Linked DNA regions of Columba livia: region 2 is linked to region 1. The links are chromatin contacts, called in public Hi-C maps. All regions are on one chromosome and are shown on one strand. Each heading gives the region's core, a stretch centred on a gene start, on an enhancer-like site or on the middle of the called end of the contact. The rest is flanking DNA. Distances are from core to core; before and after follow the strand shown. Region 1 overlaps JMJD1C (jumonji domain containing 1C). Region 2 overlaps JMJD1C (jumonji domain containing 1C).

Region 1 (3,815 bases), core at 540-3,039:
GATTCTACTTTTATTCAGGAAGACATTTTGAAATGCAAATGGTACATTTAAGCATGCTTTAAGGTCAATTATGCTAACATTTTCAACATGCAATTTTCTTATCTAACTAAATCTTTCTGCAACCATGATGACAAATGATGGGAAAATTCCTGCCTACAAACAGCAACCATAGAAAAGTAATCTGTAAGGCTAGAAAGCGGCAGCAGCAGGTTATACAGAAGCTATTTAACAGGCTAGTCACATGCCCAGAGGCTCTGCTGGTGAAAAGATTTACATCTTGGTGGTTGGGCTCTGCATCTGCCAAGCCTTTCCCATAAGTGACCACAGAGCTTCCCTGCAAAGGCAGCCGAGCGATCCCGTCCCTGCTGTGGCCACACACAACACTCAAAAACACACAGCCTATGGAGACTTTAGCTCCTTTTTCCGATAGAAACCCTGCACACTGTCCCTTTGCAAAAACCACTTTAATTCACCTCCAAAAGCCCACGGTGAGACAGTATGATACAGTATATATTTTATAGCTTGTTTCAAGACACGGAAGTTGAGATCCAACAATTTTATTCACATTCCATGTTTCAGTTGATCACTGGGGCCATAAGCTTCATCACCCTTCAGTATCCATAAGGCGTTCTGTATGATCAAGCAACGCTGCCACCAAGTGCAGTTGCAACCATGTGGGTTTCACGACTTCCACAACCAAACCCCACAACAGCCTCACAGGAACGGAAGCAAAATGAGTCAGTGACAACCTACAAAAAGCCTAACTTAAAAGGTTTAGGAGTGCCTTGTTGCTCAACCACGCTGGCAAGGCCAGAATTCCCCTGTCTTTCCTGAATATCCTTCTTTTCCAATCCCCACCCAGAACATTAAATAATCTCAAATATCTGCAGCAAACAGGGCAGGGATGTCACAGGTGACAGCTTTCTCTAGCAAAATATCCACATTCACACTACTGGGTCCATTATACTCTCTGCACAAGAAGCTGTGTGATCATAAGGACTGTTTTTAACGTCAGCTCTTGAGAGATCAAGAGAAGTAAAGAAGCAATAATAATCTAAATGTTTCCAAGCAATCTTTACGTTTAACTTTGGAACCTTAGCAAGACTTTTTGAAATACCTTTTGTATGTGATTATCTATGTTTTAAAACAGCTGGGAAAAAGAAACACCATGCAATGGCACCCTTCTTTCACTCACATCCATATCATTCACTGCTCAACTGAACCCCGAGGCCACCTGAACCCCCTGAGCTATGGCATTAACACCCCCGGAGCGCGTTTCCAGCGGCACAGACGAGGGTCGGAAGCGCCAGCACAGGCACTGCTGATCACTGAGACGCACGGCAGAAAAAGAGGAGGAATCTACAAGCTCATGTCTCATATTCCTGGTCTTGGACTAGACGTTGTTCCCGCGGGGACACATTTCCTGATGGCTTCTCTCCAACCCTTACTCCATATGCCCCTGCAAAGCGCCTCCAGCTCAGCTCCCACACTTCTGGCTGTCTGACCCAACCCAACACGTCTCAAACTTTTCACGGCTGCCCCAAAGCTCTGCCTTGTTCAGACAGTCTCAGTAAAATTTTGCTTGTGTCTCTTCTTGCAGATTTCCCATTACTGCTTTCCTGTTCCAGCTCCCCCTCTCTTGCATCCTACTGTTAACTGCACAATGATTTTTTCAGTCTCTTGCATAACCAGAACCAGCCTCTCCCCAGCTCCTTGTCTCATTTTAGTATTTACGATTCCAGGCCACTGCCTTCCAAATCCTTTCCCAGTCTTCTCAGTTTACAAGCTCCATCCTCCCTTCTCCATCAGATTCCAGCTTCTCTTACACTCTTCTGCACTGACCCAGTGCCAATTTCTTTCCTCTTACTCCTTGTTCTAATGTGTTATCCTATCTATTTTTGAAAGATACTTTATCTATTATACCTTCATGGACGGTGTTGTGGGTTTGTTGTTTTTGTGGGTGTGTGGTTTTGACTGATTTTTTTTTTCTTTTCTTAAGTGCTGCTGGGGTGTCAGGAAGAAGAAGAAAGATTAAACTGTGGTCATGCGACACAAGACAGCTCAGCTCCAGCCCAGCCCAGCCACAAGCAGCCATTACAGGAAAAGCCTGGCTTTGTCTCAGCCCCTGGCTGAATCATGCTCAGCTACACATTGTTGAAACAGCCTGTGCAGCACTATCAGGAAATATCTTCAGGGCTGAAGCACACTCTGTTTCAAGAGCATTATTGTAACACGGCAGCCTCAGAGATTGTAGTGATAATGAATCTAATAAGAAGAAAAAAAAGTCAAAGACTTTAACTGTTAAAAATCAAAGACACCTTACTATGTTCCTTGAACTGGTTTTATTTGTCCCAAAAGCCTTCAACATAGCCAAGTTTGGGAGGAGTCTGGTTTTTTTTAAAACAAGGAATAAACTACTTTCCTGACAAACCTACAATTTTTCCTGCAAAGCACACTGCTGTGACTGCCGCCCAGGGAAAAGGTGACATGGGCCAATTGTTTTTCTTTAGTCTCATTCTTGTAAACAATTGGACCAGTTTTGACTCAAGTTTTCCCTCCTCAAATTGGCTTTCTGTTTTTCAGACATCTGGAACACTATTTGAATGGTTTCTTCCAGCCCTCCTTTTTCTTCAGATAAACTGCTTTAACTGCGATACAGCAGAAAATACGACATGAGATGAAGGCTTCAGCATCGCAGACAAGGAAAAGGCTGGATCCTAACAATGCTGTAAAGGATGAAGTAAAAGAATATGGTAACAACCATAATAGATGTGTCTAGACAAGGTAGAACTGAAAATGTTGCTTAAATTGCAGGGAACAGGAAAATGGTCATAAACAGAGAAGGTGAAGAAAGCCAGAGAAGGAGGGGCAAGGGGGGGAAAGAAGGATAACAGGACCAGATTACAGCAGCCAGCACTGCCAGAGGGTGCCTGTGAGCCAGTGGATGGGCCGCGCCAAACACGGTGTCTCTGTGACCAGGAGCAGATGAAGCTCCAGGAGGACGTGACAGCAGCCTGTGCCAGCTGACCCCGTCCCACAGGGCTGCGGTGGCCGCGGCACCACGCAGGCTCTCACGGGGGACAGGACGGCACGTCCCTGCCCGAGGACACGCGTCTCTCCTTGGACCGGTGAGCCAGCGCATTTGAACTGCAGCTTCTCCTTAGACGCGGAGAGCTGGTCTGCAAGGACCTGTGGATTGGGTTGATCTCATCATGTAAACTACTCCAAATGTGTGCATTACTAAGCATTCAAACATCTGTTTGAAAAACTACATGAAATTATACACATAAAAACAAAAATACAGTTCCTGGAATGATGGGATGTAAATTAGTGGTGTGGACAATGGGCTGGCAGTCTTGTTTAGATGACTGTTTCAATATTGTTGGGGCTTTGCTCAAGTATTGATTCTGTACCAGTATAAAACGAGGCTTTTATAATTGTCTTATTATTGTGACTAATGAAATCCAATAAACAAGCTCAATTTTAGTTTCCTTTTCATGTATCTCTAATTTGATTTCACGCCACCTCTCAATCCAGTTATGGCTGCAGATTTCATCAACAGACTATTAACTCATATTGTACCTGAGAATACTACCATACAATCTGAAATGACTAACACTGCTCCACCAACTTACTATCTACACAATTCCACGCATTGTTTTTTTTCCAGCATCCTTTCTCTGTGGTCCACAAGAGTAATCACATATAGTCAAATTAAAGACTCCAAGGAAGGAAAGGCACAAGTGTTTTGGTGTAACTTCAGTATTATACTTACCATATTCCTTTGGCCTTCTAATCTTAGTTTTATCAAAGAA
Region 2 (3,815 bases), core at 704-3,203, 56 kb after region 1:
AAATAATGGTCCTCCCTCTGTCAAACTGAGGATGAACAATCGGCTTAAACATTATGTTCAGCATCACAGGAGCATGATGGGCTTTGTGGTAACATTCAGGCTCTTAGAAGTTCCAGTGAATCCTCCTCCCAGGGATGTAATTCATTCCTGTGACGTGCCAGAGCACAGCACAGCGGGGATTGCACCACCAGCCCCAGCAGGATGTTGGGAGGAGTCAGCTCCCATCCTGGCATACCTGAGAGCATCACAGAAGAGTCACCTGTGACTCATAGCAAGCGAGTGTCCCTGCCAGCCTCCCCAGCTGGGTAGGGACGGGGCTACAGGTAGGACGGTTGTTCCAGCAGCCACAACCCACTCCCTTTCACTGAAGGCCATCCGGCAGCTTCATTACCCACCCCAAGGCAAAGCTGCAGCAAAGGCACCCGAGCAGACGGGGACTGCACCCTTGGCAGGTGATTGAACACAAGCTGTCTCCTGTAAATATGCGCTCCATCACCTTAGTGATGCATTTTCTGGAGGCAGCTGTGTACTGTGTGCCCTGAGAACTGCTGGGAGTGACCACATACATGGTGTTGAGCTTCAAAAAGGGAGCTGTGGAGAGCAACTGAACAACTGAAACACCCCGTGCCCTGAGCACGACAAAGCCTACTTAGAGGAGATATTTGTTAACAATCCTGTACTCAACAGAAAATGCAAACCTCTCATTTCACTGTCCCAGGACTGATCTGGATGGAAAGCAAAGCCTCTTATAGCTCCTATAGGCATGCATCATACACCCAAGGCAGGTACCAGCGCTACAAAAACACAGCACAGGCACAGGGACCAAGGGTCCAGAACACTGAATGAACCCCAAATGGTTCTCAGGGACTGTAAAGGCAATAATAGAGAAGGAACAAATGGCACAGTGGCATGTGTCTACACTTGGAATGTCTGCTTTTTGTGTGTGTGTCTAGACTGCTATGGTTTTGAGTTTCTCTGCAAAACCAAGGTTACTGAAGCTGAATTCTCAGCGGACTGTGGAACCAGAGTTCCCACAAGGGGGGCACTTAGAGAAGGGAGACTGGAAGTTGGTGAGAAACCTTTAAGGAGAAGAGGTTTTAAAAAACACTGAGTTTAAAACAAAGCTTTGTCACTCAGGAGGTGGCAGACGATGCAGTGTCTGTACTGGAAGCCCTGTACCTGACCTCAAAAAGCATGTTCTACACACTGCCCTGGCAAACAGCACTATGGGCACAGGATTCAAAAGTGTGGTCCAGAGGACCTTTTATCTGTTAAGGCCACAGGAAGAAACTCATTACAAGATTGTTATATACACCTGTGAATTTCCTCAGAAATCTGGTTAACTTCTTCTAAAACCACTTAAGAAGAGGCTGTGCGGCTCACTGCTCCGTTCCTAAAGGGTTAGGAAAGCCTGGGAATGAAAAGCTTTCTCTATATTATACAGATAACATCTCAAATCTGGCTGAGATGACCTCCCTACAGTCAGTCTTGTGAAATGGATCCTTGCGCAACACCTAGCAAAATGAGGAAGACAACTGGGGACGAAGAGGAGAACAGAGCTGAACAGTGTATCCTTTCAGCAGTATACACAGCTGAAGTGAGGCATTTGTAGACATTACAGATAAGGGAAGAGTGATTCCTCAATCCTAGATTATATTGTGAATAACCTGTGAAACAATAACATTGCTCTGTCTGTGACCATCACCCCAGTTCCTTAGTCTTTCATACGCAGAAGCAGCATGGGTGTTTCCTGCTTTCGGTTTTTCTTCCGAGAGCTCTGATGAAAGCTGTACAATACATCACTGGTAATCTGGGACTCTACACAAACACACAAACTCCTTTCAGTAGCCACTCTGCTATTCAACACCCCATCTAGAATCATGGCAAGGGATTCTCTCCCATTCTTTCCTCCAAGAATGGCAAAAACAACAGCATGAAAACAGCACAAAGGAGCAAAACGAGAAACGCACTGGATTCCATCCTATTCTGATCTGCAATCTTCTCTGGCAGCAGCGATCCTCCTTCCAAAGGTAAAATGGAGACAACAGTTACCAACTGATACTCTGTGATTCTGTTTATCTCAGCAAGCAGGATGTGTGTGCTCTAGTGAAAGAGCAGAATCATTTGAACCACCTTCGGTCTCTCCTGGCAGAGAACAAGGAGAACAAAGACTCCCCCTTTTGACACCAGTGAGCTCCTGCAACAGTTCTGTGAATCTGGAAGGTGACGGATGACCTTATATTCTGGCAGTCGCTTGCCTGAAAAAGCTGTATTTTACTGTATACTTCACCCTGGCTACAGGTAGGGAAAGCGCGAACCAGCAACTGCTGGAGACTGAGTCTTACGTGCTAACAAATTCAATCCAGACAAACAAAAGCTGATATTGAAACAGGAGAAAAACAATCAAAACAACCAGAAGAAATGGTAAACAGCACAACTACACTGTAATGTTCACATTCTTCCCCCAGTTTCCCTCACACCCAAGTGTTTTTGTTATTTGCTGATGAATTCCCAATTCCCATTCTTCCCTGCCAGCAGCCTCCATCCCAACACAAGTCCCTCAGTCAGCTCCAGAAGAACCAACATTGCCTGTACTGTTATCAAACAGCAGCAGAGAATGAAACCAGGCACCAGTCATAGCTTGGAACCAAATATGAGCCGTTCAAGTAGACAACTCTACCATTTTCACACCTATCCTGTTACTGATGGTATCTGCTTTCAAACAGCAAGATACAACCTCCTGTCTCAGAACAAGCAGCACATCCTGGAGGCAAAGGAAGAAGTGACTGAATCCTCCTTTCTCAGCTGAGCAGCAATCCCAGCAGACAAAAGAGGAATTGTAGAATAATGTGCAGCCAAATCTCTGCAGGACTGCTGAAATCTTATCAGAACTGGAAATCAGATAAAAGAAAGAGGGGAGAAAAAAGTCGTCTTTACTGTTTCTATGCCTAGTGATCATAAGAAATCACAACTGAACTCACCTCCTGCTGCAAAACTACTCAAGAAAATGATGTCTCAGTAATAAAATTGTATTTCCAGCTTTCATGGTTACAAGCTGAGGCTAGAGCTACTCACAGGTTTGCGTGAGTGTGGAGAAATGACTGAGATCTCTAAAGTGCCCCGTTAATCTCAAAGCAAATCACTACTGAGCTCATGCCCACATGGTGGAAACGATAGCGCTTCTCCACATACAGCATAAAGATGAAATTTTTGGTAACCAACTTCATCAGTCGGTTGCAGTCAGGAACTCCCCCCTCTACACTCTCCCCACTCTACAACTGCTCCCCCTTTCAAGCTCATCCCCCAGAGGGTCACTAACCTGCAAGACAGTTCAATGAGCAGCAAAATGTAAAGAACAAAGAGAACACAGGTTTTATCTGCACCGCAGAAGAGACACAAATATGGTCTGGTGAACTCATCAAAGCCACCAATGAAGGGGGAGGGTGGTGGGAGAATCAGTGAAGGTGGATCCAAGTCTCTGACACAGGACACCCAAAACACTGTATAAACAAGGTATCTGTGCAGAACGAATGACTGGAAGTGCACGATAAAGCCACCAGCCAAGCATTACAACAGTTGAGAACATAGAAGACTGAAAATCATTTTACAGATGATTTTTTTTCCACTACTCTGATGGAAAGGTTCTTTGAAGACAACATCATGTAAGAAACAAACAAACAAACATGCTTAGCCTTACTTATTACAGTTAATTTGTGGGTAGTTTGTGCCCATATTCTTATGTCTACCTTGGAAATGGAAAATAAGCCTTGGTTTCTGATAAATTCACATCAGAACAGTCTGTTCCATAAAGCAAC

What was found. Hi-C and Micro-C count contacts between places; a contact is called where the count stands out from the background.
Region 2: a contact with region 1 is called in a Hi-C map of liver, with 4 times the contacts expected there. The contact joins two enhancer-like sites. A contact is called at or near these places in 2 of 2 Hi-C or Micro-C datasets (crop and liver).

The regions. Positions count from the first base shown.
Region 1 is chr6:32,971,307-32,975,121 of bColLiv1.pat.W.v2, forward strand. All of the region lies in intron 3 of JMJD1C (jumonji domain containing 1C), which reads right to left. Among named protein-coding and RNA genes, the nearest start is that of NRBF2, 59 kb to the left of the region's middle. Within about 2 kb of position 1,790, at least 3 of the 3 cell types and tissues checked have an H3K27ac peak away from gene starts, as active enhancers do.
Region 2 is chr6:33,027,513-33,031,327 of bColLiv1.pat.W.v2, forward strand. The region is part of intron 2 of JMJD1C (jumonji domain containing 1C); the gene reads right to left. Among named protein-coding and RNA genes, the nearest start is that of JMJD1C, 69 kb to the right of the region's middle. Within about 2 kb of position 1,954, at least 1 of the 3 cell types and tissues checked has an H3K27ac peak away from gene starts, as active enhancers do.